Regions from separate parts of the Mus musculus genome. Here all the other regions are linked to region 2. Evidence: chromatin contacts called from public Hi-C, promoter capture Hi-C and targeted proximity ligation data. All regions are on one chromosome and are shown on one strand. The core of a region is the stretch at or near the end of the contact, and the rest is flanking DNA. Distances in the headings are between cores, read along the strand shown.

Region 1 (2,817 bases), core at 237-2,736, 560 kb after region 2:
TCCTTCCATGGGTGTTTTGTTCCCAATTCTAAGAAGGAGCACAGTGTCCACACTTTGGTCTTCATCCTAGTTTCATACAGTGTATTTTGATCATATCTACCCCTACTCTCACTTCTCCCAGACCCACTCCCTCTTTACCCACCCACCTTTGTGTTCTCATTCTCCTTATATCTATAGTTTAACACACCAATGAGAGTAAAGTTCATCTCTCAACCCTTATTAGAGAAGCTTCCTTTTGCCCTAAATAGAGGTTAACACAGAGACCAAGAGCTGATCAGAATGCAAATGATAAGGAACTGAAGGCTTCCAAGCTCTAAATGGGACATCTGTCATACCCCCTTCTTCCAAGATTCAGGGGTCACTGTAAAACAGGGAGCAGAAAAACTGAAAAAGAATAAGAGAAGAGGATGACTGCAAAATCTTTATACGTTAATTGTCACGACTATTTGCCATAGTGATGGAAAGTGGGCAACTGTAAATGGATAAATGCTTTTAACGGAAAATATGACAGGAATTTATAAAATGAAGGCTGGGACTTGAAAGGTTGGCTCAGTGGTTATGAGGGTTGGCTGCTCAGTGTGAGAAGATGTGCTTAACCCTGAGAGGCGCCAGGGAGGGGAGAGGTCTGGTGAGATGTAGGGGAACATCCTCTTGGAGATGGTGGGAGGAGGAATGGGATGAGGAACAGTCAGAGGGTGGACTAGGAGAGGAATAAAGACTGGCCTGTAAAAAAGATTAAATAATAATAATCTCTCACTGTTATTCTAAATTACTCTTCATATAAACAACGATGGAGAATAACATTAGTCATGCTGTGTTGGCATATGTCTTGATCTGAAAACCTGTATCATAATTAAATAATTAATGATAAATGGTAGATGTGCTTTATTAAAATTAAAATCAGTGTATAAATGGAGATATCCCATGGTACTATTCTGCAAACATTAAAGAAAAGGTTTGAACTAACTTCTTTAAATTACTATTATTTAAACATGAATAAATATACATGGCAAACTGCTAAAAATTAGTAAATGAAAACTAATTAAAGCTATTAGAAATTCAGCAAGATAGCTAGTAAAACATTTTATAAACAAAGTGTGTGTGTATTTAAGTTAAAATGTTCATTTGATTGTTTAAGAATTGAATAGAGACTTTTGTTTAAATACCAAAATATTTATAAAGCATCTCAGAGGAATACCATTAGGAAAGGATGTGAAATATACATAATAAACGTGCCTGAAGTAACCATGGTGAAACCAGAAAAACAAAAACATAAACAAACAAACAACAACAAAAAAAAACCTCTTGTGGAGATCTTTTTCCAGGTTTCTGATAAGGCAGAGAAACTACATAAATAAAGCTAAGAGGATCAAGCAATTGGTGTAGCTGTGCCAGATCAAAAGGAAAGAGTGCCATTTCACAGATGACACTTGAAAACCAAGTATGAAGATGATTACAGAAAGTGAGCAAATATTTCAAAGCATTGAACAAAGGCTTCCTGGGTGGTACCCACCTGTCAGAACCTGAGTAGCACGGCGGGTGACCCTCACAGCCCTCCCAGTTCCTAGGAAAGAATTCAATATGAAGTCACAGATTCAAAACACCCAATTTTGTGGTCAGGTAAAGGAAGTTAAAATGAGATCAGAAAAGCAAAGTGGTTTGGCTCCCGCCTATGCTCTTCCGGAGAAGATTATTTCTCAACGCTGGCTTTGATATCTGACACATTGAAGGCATAAGAGTCTTCACTACACGGTGATGGTAGCTTGTCCTACTTGTTTGGCATGAAATTGTACAATAACGCATTCAGTAGAGTGTCCAGAGCAGAACATACAATAAAAGCTATTATTTGTGTTGATACTGATAGATACATATTTGTACACCCTGTCCCAAAGTGGGTCCCCATCTGTAGTCTTCAAACGTAAGCTCTTGTTACAAATGTGAGGCAAATCAAGCTAAAACTCTAAACATCCTTCTCCTTATCTGTCTACAGATGAATGGAACCTGCCACCCTTGAGTGACTTCTCTGATTCTTACCTAATCATTAGAAATCTGTGTTCTAATGAGTAATCGACAATTAATTGTTGGTCAAGCCTAATATTTTAAACTCAAGTTATATCCTGAATTTGTGGGAAAGTTCAAATATGATTCTCTTATTCATGTAAATATTTTAGCCATTTTAAAAATCAACTCATAATGTTTAATTTACTTCTAGAAGGCTTTTTAAAATTAAACTTATATAATGAATTTAACTACTAGAAATTTCTTTTTCTTTTTATCTTTGCAAATGTATGTGTGGTACATGTCTGCGTTTGTGTTCATGTTAATACATTTGTACATGCACATGCCACAATATGTGTGAAGGTCAAAGGACAACCTCAGACATTGGTCCTCACTTTCTACTTTTCTTGAGACAGGATTTTTGGTTTCCTGCTATATAGATTTCAGGTTAGCTGACCCAAGTCTCCATGTCTTCTGCCTCCTTCCTATCTCTCTTCTATCTCTCTTCCTATTTCACAGCAGGAAGGACTGAGATTACAGATGGGTCACCTCCATTTTTGCACAGGTTCTGGGGATCCAAATTCAGATGCTCATACTTTCCCAGCATGTGCTTAGCACACAGATTTGATAGCCTGGATGAAATATCTTAAACCTCAGGATAAGAAATGGCCCGGAAGTGCTGTGGAATGCAGTGCTCTAGACAGCATATAGCTGTTATACACATTAAATCACAGAATCTGTAGTTATGTCTTTAGGACTTGCAGGAGTTCAAGCAGGTTAAAATTTCTAGCATACAGTAGAGAGCCCTGCTGAGCCCCA
Region 2 (3,051 bases), core at 44-2,543:
TCTAGGTACAGTCTGGCTTAGAACTCCTGATTCTCTTGCCGCAGTCTCCAGGGAGTAAAAATCACTAGACAAGCTTGGTATATCCTAATTTCAATCACTTATCCCAATACAGATTTATTCAGTTTACTAAGTTTTCTTTGCTTCTGGCAACTTCTATTCACAGTATCTCATCATCTCTCCTCATGTTTACAAAAAGTGAGTTGAGTCACAAGTGTAAGCTCAAGCTTTCTACTGTTTCCAATGTTTAAAGATTCCAAATTGGAATTCCACACTCTAGGGGAACAGCTTGTGATATAACTTACCTGGGAACTTTTAGGGGCCGTTTCTACCCAATCTTCCTCCCCCTAAAGAGCCAGCCCTGCAACTGCCTCCACACCAGAAGCAACTTCTAGCAACTCTCTATGAAATGGCAATCATCTACTGGACCAAATCAGGATGACTCGGTAAGGATTTCCCTAGCTCAGTCCTTAAACTACAAATCCGGAGTCTGTTTGGCCCCAAGAGTAGGAGTTGCTCAAGGTCACACAGCAGTAAGAGACGGTCAGCAAACAGCTCCGTTCTCCAAACAACGTCGCCAAACCCACACTTTTTCTCCCTTCTCCTAGAAGGAACTTCTGCGGGACACGCCCCCCTCCCCACTCCCAGCCTTCTTTCCAAGCCGACTGAAGTCTCAGCCCGAGGACCAGTCCCTGCCCCTCCACCTGACGGCAGCCCGCGTGCACAGGGCTGTGTGTAATCCGGGTGAAGGGGTTCCGGGGGCAGGGCGGGAAACGCTTCCGTGGGCATTCCCCGGGGATTCTGCCTCAGGAAAAACCACCGGGTAGGAGCCATGCAGGTCTCCAAGGCAGCTCCGCGAGCAGAGGCGCAAGCCAAGGGTCAGGTTACCGCACTTAACGGGCTCTCCCCGCCGCAAACCAGCGGCCGGCTCTCGCCAGTCCCGCCCCTCCGCGGTGCGCTGCGGGCCGCACCCGAGCCTCGCGGCCGAAGCGGGGTTCCCAGCCGCCCGCGCCCTGCCCCCTCCTCAGCCGCACAAGACCCGCGCGACGGGCGAGCAGAGGAAAAAAAAAGGGGCGCGCGGGCGAGGGAGGGGTCACTTCCGGTCGCAGCCACTCACCTCGTAGCGGAACATTCTTGGGGAGGGGGGAAGGGAGCGGGGAGGGGAGTGGGGGGAGGGAGGGAAAAGAAGCGCCGACTCCCCGGGCTGCTCCGCGCGCGCGGGTCTCCCACCGGCTCGCGACCCCTGGCCGCCGCCGTACGCCGGAGCGTGCGTGGGGACGTGCGCAGGCGCGCCTCGGGCTGGGCGGGCGCCCCGGCGGCGGCAGCTGCGCGGGGACAGATTTGGCGTTTGGCTTCCTAGTGTGAGCGGCGGGAAAGAGATCCCTAGGCGAGACACTGCGCACGCGCGGGCCGTCGGAGAGGGATGACCCAGAGAGCCCCGGCTTGCGGCTCCTCCTCCGTTTTCCTAACTGCACAGTTGCGCAGTGCTTTTGAGTCACGAGGTTCCCGTCACTGATTGGGCGGAGAAAAGCCTTGTGAATGTCACAGGATGCGACCCCCGAAGCGTCTCAGCAGAGAACATCGGGGATTTATTCTTGGGTGATTTCATTTAACGTCCAGTGTCCTCCTCGGGGTGCCTTGACTTGGTCTGTGAGGGGGGACTAGTATGGCAAGTCAGTATTCTTGGAAAGGGACAGGTCGCTGGCTGAATCAGTCGGGAGGCCAAGGCTGTGATTGATAGAGGCCAAAGTGTTGACAGCGTTTGGTTTTAGGAAAAAGACGAAGGCACATTTAACAAGGATTATCTAAGGTGATATTTTTAGATGCCAGGCCCTTCACCCCGTTGGAAAGCGGGAGAGCCCTAACGGGCCGCGCAGCCTTGGGGCTGGGGTCACCGCAGCAAGGTCGGTGAGCTTGGGCGCTGTGGACAGCCATTTCCGCTGAGGATGAAGCCCAGCGGAGTTTGTTCAGCTTCCGCCTCAGCACCCTGGTTCTAGAAGTCTGCTGCTTTGGTGCTTTATTGCCTGTAGCGAGACCGTTTGAGAGGGTGTCTTATTTTTTATTTTATTTTTGAGCCAGGGTTTCTCTGTGTAGCCTTGGCTGTCTTGTTATTCACTCTGTAGACTAGGCTGTCCTCGCAGAGATCCGCCTGCCTCTGCCTCACGAGTGTCACTCAGGCGGTTGTCTCACCTGGGAATGAATGGTGAACTTTAATTCCTTAACACGTTACTGTTAGCGTGACTGGATTAATCAACTAGTTTACTATAAGCATTGGATTTGAAAATAGAAGTTCTGGATTGGGAAACGTGTTTTTTCACTGCTGCGTGAAACTGGGCATGTCTTTCTAAACATCTGACCCTTCAGGTTTTCTTTCGTAAAATGGGTAAAATTATATCTACCTCACTAAGTAGTAATCGAATAGTTACATTCTCTGCTCTCTAGATAAGGAACCTGGAGGTTAGAGAGAAGTAGATAGCCTTAAGCTGCCCACCGGAAACTGTTGCAAAGTTGGCAGCTAAGATATCTGAATCCCCAAATCTGATCACTTAAGAGCAAATAGAATTGACTCTTGAAGAGAAGGCAAGGTAAGCTAATAAGTAATTTTCAAGAGTTATGAAACAAACTTTCATTTGTGAGGTAACAGGTTTTCACAATTACCCAAGTACTGAGAGGCTATGTAGACCAAGAGCTAGCAAACTCTGGACATAACTTCTTTTTTTAAGCCTGCCACCCCTCATTTACAAAACGTCTTTTGTTGGCTTGCTACTATTAGTTTTGTGCTGTGACCAAAATATCTGAGTAGACAGTTTAAATGGGGAAATGTTAATTTGGATTCAGGTTTCTGAGGGTGCAATTTGTGCTTGGTGCTAGCAAGTTTTGGAGTGGGAGTGTGTGGCAAGGGCCATTTGTTTCTTGTAGAAGAAGAAAAAACCTGAGCTATAGAAGAGGTTTAAGATTCAGTTTCCCACAGGGTCCCCAGTGAAGGTGCTAGAGAAAGAGCCTAAGGAGATGAAAGGGTTTGCAGCTCCATAGGAGGAACAACAATATGAACAA
Region 3 (2,894 bases), core at 187-2,686, 650 kb after region 2:
AATAGGGCATCAAGTGGAGGGATTGAGATTGCCATCCCACAGTCAAACCTCTGTCCCAGAATTGTTCCTGTCTAAAACAACCACAGGGATAAAAATGGAGAAGAGACTGAGGGAAAGGAGATTCAGTGACAGCTCAACTTAGGATCCATCTCAAGGGGAGGCTCCAAGGCTTGACACTATTATTGATGCTATGATGTGCTTACAGATAGGAGCCTAGCTTGCTTGCCCTCTGAGAGTCCCAACAAGCAGCTGACTGAGACAGAAGCAGATACTTATACCCAACCAATGGACTGAAGTCGGGGGTCCCTGTGGTTGAATTAGGGAAAGGCTGGAAGAAGTTAAAGAGGGTGACCTCATAGAAAGACCAGCAGTCTCTGAGGTCACTCAAACACTGAGTCACCAACCAGGCCGCATACACTAGCTAATCTAAGGCCCCTGACACATATACAGCAGAGAACTGCCTGGTCTGGCCTCAGTGAGAGAAGACTCGTCTAACCCTCAAGAGACTTGAGGCCCCAGGGAGTGGGGAGGCCTGGTGGGGGTTGGAGGGAACATACTCTTGAAGACAAGCGGGAGGAATGGGATGTTGAACTGTGGGAGTGTGGACAGGGAGGGAGTAATGACTGGACTATAAAAATAATAATAATAAAACAAAACAAAAACAGCTTTAAACAAAAAAATTAATAAAAAGTCTAACATGCATGAGGTTGTATATGGAAAAGAGGATATGTCTTGAGAAAATCTAATATTTGCCTCTTAAATGTTTATAGACTTTCCCCCACATCACCAACTTCTTCCACTTTGCTGCTTGCTCTAACACTAAAGTCAGCCACTACAGCTCTAAGCAATACTGCAAAGAAAGGGAAGCAGGAAGGAGAAGGGTGGGCTCATATGTAAAAGTGCTGTCTCGGTTCACAGCACCCGAAATGGGAGCTGAGTCTTGCCTAACACTTCTGGGTGCATTGTTCTATGGAGACAAATTAGATTTCAGGCCATTTCTGCTAAATTTGACGTGAGATTTACATGGCCCTCTAGAGCTTTGAGTATGAGCAGATGACGGGACTGTTTAAAAACCAACAGATACAGTGCTCCCAAGTGTACCTTCTCAGGGATTCCGACTTTTTGCATGGGTGCCCCACCACCACCTACTCAGCCCCAAAAGTGAAGCTCTAACAGCCCATCTCTGGAGAATTTCTAGCCCTTTTCCAGCCCTTAGGGACCCACCATCCACACCTGCTTACAGGGTGGGGGCTGCAGAAGTTCTTCTAATTAAGGTAGCATGAAGCATACCAGGCAGTCCCCAGGGTAATTTTTAAGAAGTGAAACCTGGTAAGGCAAAGCAAGGTGATTGGAGCGATTCTCAAGGTAGCAGAAGCTGCTAATTTCCTGTCACGTGGTGTCAATCAGAGGTACCACTCCAGGTCTGGTCTATCGCACTCATCTTCAAGTACTTGAGATAGAAGAGGCCAACTGATCTCAGCTGTGAGTGGCTAATTTGGCCCTTAAGCCTTGGAGCCTTGGAGCCTTGGAGACCCAGGTAAGGGTTAGGTCTGCTCTGTTTTAGTGACTCTAATAAAAGGAAAGGCCAGATGAAAAGGAGTGGTTTTAGGGACTAGAGAGTCAGCTCTCAGTCTGGGGTGTCCCTGGCAAGTGGCAGCATGATCTGAAGTGTGGTGATTTCAAGGCTGGATGGGCTACCCCTAACCTAACTGCTCCCCCTCTCAAAAATGACTCTGGGCAATGGGTGGTGAGTGGATTCTAACAAGGAGAAAAGGTCTCTAGAATGTTGTCTTCAACCTGGGGCACTACCACAGAGAAGCTGCATAACCTTGGGTGAGTTACTAAACTTCTCCATGCCTCAATTTCCTCACCCATAAAATGGGAGCAATATTGAGGTCCTCTGCACCATGAAGATTAAACCTAGAACACAGAATCTTTTTAGGACTGCCTAAAACCAAATTAGAAAATAATCCTGGCCACAAGAATCTAGCCCCATTCCTCTTCCTCCCGATGAGTTTTGTCTCCAAAGATAAAACTTCAATGTAAGCACCATCATAGATGGTTTTAATCTTACTATCTAGCATTTTCGGTGTGGCATTGGAATACTGAGCACAAATCCTGTTTTCTGTCTATGATCGAAGAAGCCAAGGGTGAGAGTGGGTGCTAGAGACAGGATAGAGGGATTGACTTTAACCAGGTGCTAATGTGCTCCTAAAACTAAACAGTAAAATAAGTATGCATGTATGTATGTATGTAGAGGTGAGGTGGAGAGAGAGGGAGAGAGAGAGAGAGAGACAGCAGAGAGACAGACACAGAGACAGAGAGACTTTCCCTGTTTTCCTTATAATGGTTTTGTCTCACTGATGGTCAGATGAAGTGGAGGTTATCATTTTGTGAATAGAAAGCATCCTGAGCATTTACCTGCCAAAGGAGGAAGCTGAGCTTAACGGTCTGTGTAAGACAGAGCTCACAGCATCAGCATCACAAGAGGCAGGTTTACCAGATAACCCCTGCACAGTTCCCTTACTGGATTGGCACTGGGTTTCAGGAGTTACATGGCACACTACAATAAAAGTAGTTGTAGAAAAGTGATAAACATGAACGGCTATTGACTTTGAAGAAATCCTTACCATCAGCCAAGGAACAGCCTGAGGTAACATGATGGTCCTTTTGTGGAGGTTGACAGAACGTGGAGAGAAACGGGAAGGACTAGCTCAAAGGTTTTGCAGATTCAGCAAAGCAGACAGGAGACGTGTCCAAGCATGACTGCTGAGAACACGGGCTCTGAAAGTCATCCAGAGCTGGACTGCAATGAAGAGCCAGAAGGGTGTCTCAAGAAAGCAAAGGAGAGTTGGAGACAGTGGGGCGGGTTGGTGAGAGGGGAGCCCAGGTAG
Region 4 (2,836 bases), core at 285-2,784, 940 kb after region 2:
ATATTTTTATTTTATTATTTTCAATACTATAAACCTTTTGTTTTATTCTATCAGTTTAATTGATTTACCTGTTGATGGATAACCAGGTTAATTCCATTTTGGAGCATCGTCAATAACACTAACTTTAGTGTGTGCACGTGCCTCTGTGTGTGTGCACGTGCCTCTGTGTGTGTACACGTGGTCTCACACACACACACACACACACACACACACACACACACACACACACAGTAAGAAGACTGGAGAGACAGCTCAGCAGTAGTTAAGCGTACTGGCTGCTCTTCCAGAGGACCAAGGTTTGATTCCTCCCGAGCACCCACTTGCCACATGGCAGTTACAATTGTCAGTAGCTCTAGCTCAAAGGGATCTGACACCCTCTTCTGGCCTCTGAGAGTGCCAGGCACGCATGTGGTGCACAGACATGCATACAAACAAAAACAATTATACATATTAAATAATAAAATCGTTTTTTAAAAAAGAAAGAAAAGTAAGATAGAGAATAATACACACAAATAAACCAACATACACATATATACATACAAATTTACCTAACTGCATATGCTGCATACACTTTAATATGTATATTAAATATTAACAATTAAATGTGTATTCTCCGTCTTTAAAAACCAGAGGAAAAAGATAGAAAAAGCACAGTAGTTATCTAGTTCTGCATGAGACAGACTGGACAGCTTGAAGTTACACATTCTCATCTCACCATGTCCATGGTCAAGATCCAAACATGCCTTAGATATAAGTTCTCTGTAAGTCACATGCGCTGCAAGCTTGGTGGTGGCTGGACTTCACTCTCAATCAGGGCTTCCTGTTACTTGTGGTCACGTGACCATACCTTTTAAGACAAACACTACCATGCTTACACAGATGACAATACATCTGTCTGGCTTACCACCAGAGACCAAAGTCAAGCAAGAACTTAGGATGACCATGGCTGGTTTGAGGAGGGACACAAGGCCCAGGGCAGGGTCATTGTAACCACTATTGTGGATACTTTAACTTTCAAAAAATTAAAAGATTCTTTGAGGGGCCAGAAAGGTGTCTCAGAAGCTAAAGTTACTGCACAACCTGACAATATCCGTTCAGACCTCAGCACTGTGGAAAGGTGGAAAGAAGGAATCAATTTCACAAAGTCCTCTGACCTACACACACTCACACAGACACACAGACAGACACACAGACACACATCAATCACACACTCATATCAGCCACCCACATCAACACACACACACACAAATAAAAATTTGAGAATTTTAATAATCAACTCATTCAAATGCTGCCTTCACCAACTTGACAATGAACTGCTCCATGAACTGAAATGTCATCACTGCAACATTAACTGTCTCAGCTGTTAAAGGGAGACATAAGGAAGGAGACTCAGATCTTCACCTGCCCAGGTTTGGAAGCAGATGGTTTTGAAGGATCTAGTCCAGACATGCATCTCTGATTAGCTGGGAGTGTGAGCAAGGGGTGGGTCCCAGAAAGAAAAGAATCCAAAGTCTAAAGCCATAAAGATGTTCTGATTTCCACCTCTGGCTCTGTGCTGAGGCAGCTCTGGATGGTCAGGCACAGCTGAAGCCTACAACAGAGTTCCCGGGGCCAGGTGAGTACCCCCTCTCCACAGCAGAAACAAACAAGGGAGGGTCATCAGGGCCTCAAGTGGGGTTCAGTCTTAACACAAGAGATCAGCCTCTTGTGCTCGTCAGTCAGTAGCTGCAAGCTGGTGGTGAGTGGCTGAAACTTGACCCCCCCAGAAGTGAACAGGAACTGTTTATCAAGCAATGTCCACAACAGCTGGAGAACAAATGTTCCATGCTATGAAGTCCTGGGAAGTGGGGTTACTACGGGCCTCTCTCCAGGAAGGAGTCTGCTACCAGGAGCCCAGCCCACTACCCAGGATCAGTTGGTGATTCTGAGAGCTAAGAGGAATGACACCCCGTCCCTTCTAACCCTGGAACCTTGAGCACACAGAGAGACAGATTTGAAAAAGCAAAGCAAGGAAGACACTTGGGAAATTCCACCCTCTTTTTCCCATATCTTCCCTTTACACCAAGTGCCCAGCCCTGAGACCTCGAGAAAGTTTACTTTGCAAATGCCAGGGCCCCTTCTGACCTAACATAACTGAAAACCCAATCTTCTAAGGGTGGCTGCCAGCAGCCACTCTGTCACACTGACTCCATACCTCTCGGTACCTGCCTTTCTCTGCCTAACATGCCCATACATACATCTACATATATGTACATATATGTGCACATATTATATACACATACACACGTATGTGTAAACACACACTACACTACCCTCTCTGCTCTCTTGACTTCTTCTGCACTGTCTGCTTAGGGTCACATTCCCATCAAGATTTTCTCAACCTTCTAACCCAGACCTCCCATGGACAGATCTTATCCATTCTAGACATTCCCTGGCAACCAGCTCATTGCTCTGCAGACAAAATCCTGAAGGGCAGTCCTGTGTGCTCCCAGATAACTGTCTCCACACACTCTCCTCGACACAACCTTCCCAGCTATCAGGATCCCATAGCTGATTTCCTCCTTGCTCTGAGCAGGAGTCAGATAGAAGCAATGAACTCCCCATCCTGGAGATTAGAATGGGACCTCTCTTAACAGAAAACCAGACAGAGGTCAGGTGAGATTCAGGCTGTAGGGCAGGTATCATTGGCTTTTATTACTAAATTCTAACCTCTGGCCCTGGCCCAATTAATCTTTGCAGCCCACCCTCAGGCAAGCACTAGTGTTCCTGTGTATCCATAGAAACAGACTTAGACACTGAGATGCAGGAGCAGAGCCAGGGCTAGGCCTGGCCTGTC
Region 5 (3,034 bases), core at 351-2,850, 590 kb before region 2:
TCTGGTAATCTCTGGAGTTAGTAGTTATAGTTGACTCTGTTTAGAGATTGTTCTTCTGGTGATTCTGTTACCGTCTATCAGCAGACCTGGGAGACAGATTCTCTCCTCTGAGTTTCAGTGCTCAGAGCACTCTCTGCTGGCAAGCTCTCTTACAGGGAAGGTGCGCAGATATCTTGTATTTGGACCTCCTCCTGGCCGAAGAAGAAGGCCCAAAACAGGACCTTTCTCAGACACTGTGTTGCTTTGGCAGTTCCCAGGTGGTACAGACTCTCACCTAAGCAGACTAAATTCCTAAGTTCCTTGGAGTCCCAGGACCAAGATGGCGACCGCTGCTGCTGTGGCTTAGGCCGCCTCCCCTGCCGGGTGGGCACCTGTCCTCCGGTCCGGAAGGTGGCCAGCTGTCCCCGGCCCACACAGGGTGCTGCCTCAGCGCCTCTGTGCTTCTGCCTGTTCCAGAAGCTGTCAGGTTCTCTGGCGCACCCTCTCACCTGTTCAGACTCACAACTAATTACTATATATTCACTCTCTCTAACAAGTTACCCAGGCGCAAATGTTTTCCTGTGTTGTCATTCATTTCACTTCTACTATACTACCCTGCCGTGTTATCGTGGTAGACACAAGAAGACGGAGTGCAAAAGAGAATGGTCAGAAAGTAAACGTTAGTTCTTTCTACTTCCTGTTTGTCCTGCAAGCAGACAGTTAAATATTTCTTAATACCCACCCACACCTTTCCCCAGTTTAAGTTTCCTCTATCTGGAAATTTCTAGTTTATCTGCTTAGGAGCGGTTTTCTGTTTGTCTCCTCAAATATAAAAGGAGCACATGAAACTATGGAAAAGCCATTCCAAAAAAGATTAACAATCTCATTACCAATATAAGATTGCTCCAAATTCCAGCTTCACTTTGTCAGAACGGATTCATTGTGCAGTTCCACCCACGGAGAAACAAAGTGTGTGTTTTCTGACAAGGTTAATACATAATTCTCTTTAAAATGTCTAACTTAATTCGTTTGGAGACCTGGTCTGGATATGTGGCATGAAATTCTCCATCTTCTTGCTTCTCAAGTGTGGAAGTTGCCCGTGTGATGTACCATGCCAAGCAATAATGTGCAATACAGGCTTCAATCCCCTTAGTCAGAACCCACTTTATATTACTTTCCTCTTTAGCCATTGATGATCAAAATGAGCGAGTCTAGCTTGCGTTTGTTCTGCTGTCTCATGGTTTTATTTACATAGACACTGCAGGATGAATTAGTCTACCTTGTGTCTTCTAACAGAAAAATTGGACAGCAAGAACTTCTTTTCTCTCTATGTAAACGCAGGGAACCCTTGGCACTGGCTCTCGATGGTCACAAGTGTGTGGCCTTTGACCTGCACTTGAGGATTTGGACCAGCAGGGGGCATGGAAGCTCTAGATCGCTGGTGCTAGTGGCCATGGGGCGTGGCTTTTGCATCTTTGATGGACAGCTAGGGAACGGTGCAGACGAGGATGAGGTAATAACGGACAGAACAAGGAGAGCGTGGGGCAATTCCTGTGTGTGTGTGTGTGTGGGTGGGGGGTGTTGCGTGCGTGTGTGGGTGTGGATGTATGTGTGTGTGACAGAGAGAGAGAGAGAGAGAGAGAGAGAGAGAGAGAGAGAGAGAGAGAGAATGCGTATGCATGCACGAGCTGTAGGGAGATGCGAGCCTCTGAGCTCACGCCGCGGACACGGCCGGTGCTGAGCTGAAAACAGACAGACAGACAGTTCCATATTTGAACAGGCTGCAAAGTTGGGTCCTGGCAGTGGCAGCTGGGACCGGGATGGCGCGCGTGCTCTCGAGACTGGGGGACCAGGGAAGCCTCCGCGGGCGCGAGCTCGCCTTGGCGCTCTGCCCGGGAGGGGCGACTCCTCCTGGAGGCCACTGAGCCGAGCCGCAGGGAGGGGGAGCTGTGCCACCGCGGTCGGCTTACTCGAAGCGGAGAGAGGGCGGAGGGCGTGACCGTGCGGCGCGATCCACGCGGGCGCCCGCGGAGCCCGAGGCGCAACTGGTGCGAGGCGGGTGCAGCGTCGCGCTCGGGCCGCGCGCCCCCGGGTGGCTTTGCAAGGCGGGGCGGCGAGTGCGCAGGGCCGGGCCTTTGCATGAAGCCGCTGGACCCCTCGGAGCAGCGGCAGAGGCGGCGGAGCCCGGCGGAGCGCAGTCGGAGACGGGCAGCTCCGGGGTCCGTGTCCCAGTGCCTACGCGGCTGCGGACTCCCCCATGGGCCGCAGCTGAGGCTTCCCGCAGCGGTGGGGCGCAGACCGGGGGGCGCGGTTGAGACCCGGAGGCGGCGGCGCCGGAGGAAGCGCAGAAGGCCGGGCCCGGGAGGTGGGCAGCACCGCGCCGCAACCCCGGGCTCGCCATGCTCCTGGCCTCGGCAGTGGTGGTGTGGGAATGGCTGAACGAACACGGCCGCTGGCGTCCCTACAGCCCAGCCGTGAGTCACCACATCGAGGCGGTGGTGCGCGCTGGTCCCCGCGCCGGGGGCAGCGTGGTGTTGGGCCAGGTGGACAGCCGGCTCGCGCCCTACATCATCGACCTGCAGTCCATGAACCAGTTCCGCCAAGACACGGGTGAGCCATTCACATCTCTTGTCTGTCCCAGGAGCTCCCGCCTCGTGGGTCCGCTGTGATCCACCCAGTGGCCAGCTTTGCTCACTGGTATCAGCTATAGGTGTTGAGGGCAGGTGCTTCTCTTCCCTAGGTCCTCACAGGATTCCAAGACCACCTCCAAGTAAATGTCCTTGCAAGTAGTTTAAAGAGTCTTGATTATACAACCCAGCCTCAGCCTAGCTGCAGGAGAACCCCTTTATGCCCCCATCAGCCCCTAGTAGCCGTTTGTGCAAGAACTCTAGGGTTTTGCAAACCGCCTCCCACCCCCCAAGAAATGCTGACTCTTCAGCAAGACATTACTTGAACCTCTTGGCTCACACCTGCTCACACTTGCTCACACCTCAGTTCACCCTGCTTTGCCTCAGGCACCTTTGGGCCTAACATACACTTGCCCCCACCCCCCACC
Region 6 (3,042 bases), core at 226-2,725, 860 kb after region 2:
TTGGAAAATAGGGTTTTTTTTTTTCACTAAAGATGCTTATTTCTGCTGACATGAAATGTATAGCTTTAGCCTAACAACTAACAAATACATCTTAGTCATCTCTGCTTTCATTTATTCAGTGGTAAATATCAAAAAACGGAATCCTTATAAGCTCTTTCAGAGTCTTTAGTTGATTTCCTCCAAGTGCAAAGATGTCCCGAGTTCCTTGAGTTAGAATACACTCACCCTCTCAGAGCCCTAGGACACAGAGAATGGGTCTCCATTCTGGAGCCTCACAACCCAGTCTAAAAGCCCTTCACTCCTCCTCCTCAGAGGCAAGGGACCAAGATCAATGTTGAGTGACAGCTCTCTTGACCTGCCAGTCAACTTGATAACCTCCACCTATCTTCATTGTTGTGTTTTGTTTTGTTTTTTATTGCTCTGAAGAGACATATGACCAAGGCCACTGATTTTAATTAATTAACTTATTTATTAATTAATTAATTTGGAGGCCCACAGTTTCAGAGAGTTACAGTCTGCAATCATCATAATGGGAAGCAGGGCATCAAGCAGGCCGGCATGGCACTGGAGCGGTAGTTAAGAGTGTACTTCCTGCGGAGGAAGAAGAGAGGGGATCGGGGGAAGGGAGAGAGGGAATAAGAGAGAGAATGTGCACAGTGGGACACACCTCCTCCAGCAAAGCTACACCCCCTAATTCTTCCCAAACAGTTCCCAACCAGGAACCAAGCTTTTAATTTATGAGGTGGGGGGGTCTCACTCAAAGGACCACACCCTATGGAGAGCGGGGCCTTCTGTCTCTGCTGGGGATTGCCTCCTCTTCCTTATATTTCCATGTCACCTCTATTACTCCCAATCTGACCAGTCAGCTGGCTGTGCCAGCAGTGACTGCTTCCCTGTCACTACACAAGATCTTTCACAGACACTCTATGGGCTTTTTAGCAACGATAACAAGGTGGCACCAACAGGAGAGCTCATTAAACCTATTGTCCCTTGGTTCTGGAGGCAGGAAGTCTGAGTTCAGGGTGTCAGCAAGGCTCCATCCTTCAGGAGGACTGGGAGGAGAGTCTCCTCCAGGCTTCTCCTAGCCTCTGGCTTCTGGCAGTATAATAGTGAACTCTCCTTGTATTCACATCTGCTAATTCTTTAACCTACAACCCACGATGAAAATGCAAACACAGGAGATACACGCTTGAGTGTAATCCTGTGTCCTGCCTGAAACCACATCCTAGAGAGCCCTGAAGAATATCCACTGACCCATGTACTTGTGTTACTCTTACCAAAAAAAAAAAAAAAAAAAAATCAGCATTTGCTTTAAATCATTGAAATATCATATTATGTCTGCTTATTTCCATAGCCAAGGATGAAGCAGTTGTCTCAGGCAACACTGTACTGTGTTCCAAGCAAGGAATTTCCCAAGTGGGAAAAGGCTCTTGGGCTGTGTTTGCAGATCTTCCTGTTTGTTTGTGGGATAGGCCAACTAATTGTGTAAACTTCTCTCAGACTCGGGGTTTTTCAGTCCACTCCTGTTTAGCAAATAGTGCCCCAAAGCAATTCAAAGGGAAAGTGAAACTGACATTCTCAAACTTTATATAAAAAACCAAAGAGAAGATCAGCAGGAGTCTAGCAGACAACCTGAGCTGCAAGATGTCTCCCGTAAGTACCTCTTGATCTGTAAGGGGAAATCTATAGTGGGTAAGAAGGCCCATGGAAGGCCTCATCCCAGCTTACTGGAGAGAATGAGTGTCACCTTCTGTCTTTGAAAGCTTGCATTTAGTTTGTTATTATTTCTAAGTCTGTTTTTCCAGGAAGATATAGTTCTTGTGGGGTGGGTATCTCCTGTCTGACACCACAGAACTCAATTCTAAGCCTGGGATGTAGAGAGGAGACAGCACTAGGTAGGCATATGAAGGGCCAGCCAGGCGCTGCGGGAAATACACACACACACACACACACACACACACACACACACACACGCACACGGAAATATCTGGAAAGGACAAAGCAAAGGACTTAAGCGTAAGTTTCTCCTGGGTCCTCCTGTGTAAGTTCTTTCTGATTTTCTCCTCAGTTGTGGATCACTTCACTGACTTTTTCTCAACGTGCAGAGGCCTTAATTCCTTCCCCTTTTAAAATAGCTCTGTTCCAGCCCAGCAGACTTTTTAATGATCTAGCTTTCTCTAAAAGCTCAGAACAATGGCAGGAGTCTGTACCCTCTTCTGAAGATGAGGCACCCTGTATGTAGTTAGAATCTTCCTCTGCCCTAGAAAAAAACATTTGATACAGGCCCTGCTCTCTCCATGTTAGCTTTGCCTTCCCCCTCTAGCCTTTAACCATCTCACTTTTCTGACTGTTCTTGTCCATGACCTCACATCCTACTCTTACCCAGAGGAGCCTCTCTGTTTTGCTCCAGACTGCACCTAGAATTGTCAGGGTCAGAGTCCAGGCTCAAGCAATCCAGATTCATCTACCCAGTCCTTAATGGGCCAACTAAACAAATAAGAGTGGAAGGTAGAAAAAAATGAATTCATTGTGACTTCATTGAGAAGCAGAGCAAAGGGGTCCAGTGACTTGGCCCCACCTGGGCTTATCACTCAGTTTCTAACATGGAGTTTAAATAAAGAGCCAGAGGTATGCAAAGCGAAGAATTTCTTTTTTTTTTTTTTAATTTTTATTTTATTTTAATTAGGTATTTTCTTCATTTACACTTCCAATGCTATTCCAAAAGTCCCCCATACCCTCCCCCCCACACTCCCCTACCCACCCACTCCCTCTTCTTGGCCCTGGCGTTCCCCTGCACTGAGGCATATGAAGTTTGCAAGACCAATGGGCCTCTCTTTCTACTGATGGCCGACTAGGCCATCTTCTGATGCATATGCAGCTAGAGACATGAGCTCCGGGGGGGGGTACTGGTTAGTTCATATTGTTGTTCCACCTATAGGGTTGCAGACCTCTTTAGCTCCTTGGGTACTTTCTCTAGCTCCTCCATTGGGAGCCCTGTGATCCATCCAATAGCTGACTGTGAGCATCCACTTCTGTGTTTGC

The links. Promoter capture Hi-C pulls out the DNA fragments that hold promoters and counts their contacts. Hi-C and Micro-C count contacts between places; a contact is called where the count stands out from the background.
Region 1: a contact with region 2 is called in a targeted proximity ligation map of memory CD8 T cells, with 34 read pairs. A contact is called at or near these places in 2 of 39 promoter capture datasets (hippocampal neurons and pre-B cells), 6 of 484 Hi-C or Micro-C datasets (B cells, CD4 T cells, Th1 cells and 3 more) and 5 of 130 datasets of targeted methods (DN3 thymocytes, effector CD8 T cells, large pre-B cells and 1 more).
Region 3: a Hi-C map of B cells shows a contact between it and region 2, with 5 read pairs. A contact is called at or near these places in 2 of 39 promoter capture datasets (hippocampal neurons and pre-B cells) and 1 of 484 Hi-C or Micro-C datasets (B cells).
Region 4: a contact with region 2 is called in a promoter capture Hi-C map of embryonic stem cells, with 3 times the contacts expected there. A contact is called at or near these places in 6 of 39 promoter capture datasets (embryonic stem cells, hippocampal neurons, liver and 2 more) and 1 of 130 datasets of targeted methods (memory CD8 T cells).
Region 5: a contact with region 2 is called in a promoter capture Hi-C map of neural stem cells. A contact is called at or near these places in 10 of 39 promoter capture datasets (the 3T3-L1 cell line, cranial neural crest, hippocampal neurons and 6 more), 3 of 484 Hi-C or Micro-C datasets (Sertoli cells, embryonic stem cells and muscle stem cells), 2 of 130 datasets of targeted methods (astrocytes and pancreatic cancer cells) and 1 of 9 other capture datasets (pancreatic islet).
Region 6: a promoter capture Hi-C map of pre-B cells shows a contact between it and region 2, with 2.3 times the contacts expected there. A contact is called at or near these places in 8 of 39 promoter capture datasets (the 3T3-L1 cell line, the C10 cell line, hippocampal neurons and 4 more) and 3 of 130 datasets of targeted methods (large pre-B cells, memory CD8 T cells and pancreatic cancer cells).

The regions. Positions count from the first base shown.
Region 1 is chr19:11,354,725-11,357,541 of GRCm38.p6, reverse strand. No RefSeq gene overlaps it. Among named protein-coding and RNA genes, the nearest start is that of Ms4a4a, 19 kb to the left of the region's middle.
Region 2 is chr19:11,910,641-11,913,691 of GRCm38.p6, reverse strand. It overlaps Patl1 (protein associated with topoisomerase II homolog 1 (yeast)), which reads right to left and starts at 1,293. Exons shown (of 19, transcript NM_172635.3): 1 at 1,115-1,293. The coding sequence starts at 1,129. It overlaps Gm31092 (a long non-coding RNA gene), which reads left to right and starts at 1,285. Exons shown (of 2, transcript XR_386559.3): 1 at 1,285-1,596.
Region 3 is chr19:11,264,691-11,267,584 of GRCm38.p6, reverse strand. It overlaps Ms4a1 (membrane-spanning 4-domains, subfamily A, member 1), which reads left to right and starts at 1,436. Exons shown (of 7, transcript NM_007641.6): 1 at 1,436-1,537. All of the region lies in intron 1 of 4930526L06Rik (RIKEN cDNA 4930526L06 gene), which reads right to left.
Region 4 is chr19:10,973,398-10,976,233 of GRCm38.p6, reverse strand. It overlaps Ms4a10 (membrane-spanning 4-domains, subfamily A, member 10), which reads left to right and starts at 1,534. Exons shown (of 9, transcript NM_023529.3): 1 at 1,534-1,615.
Region 5 is chr19:12,500,562-12,503,595 of GRCm38.p6, reverse strand. It overlaps Dtx4 (deltex 4, E3 ubiquitin ligase), which reads left to right and starts at 1,600. Exons shown (of 9, transcript NM_172442.3): 1 at 1,600-2,589. The coding sequence starts at 2,379.
Region 6 is chr19:11,048,999-11,052,040 of GRCm38.p6, reverse strand. AW112010 (expressed sequence AW112010) reads left to right here and starts at 1,475. Exons shown (of 3, transcript NR_102366.1): 1 at 1,475-1,653.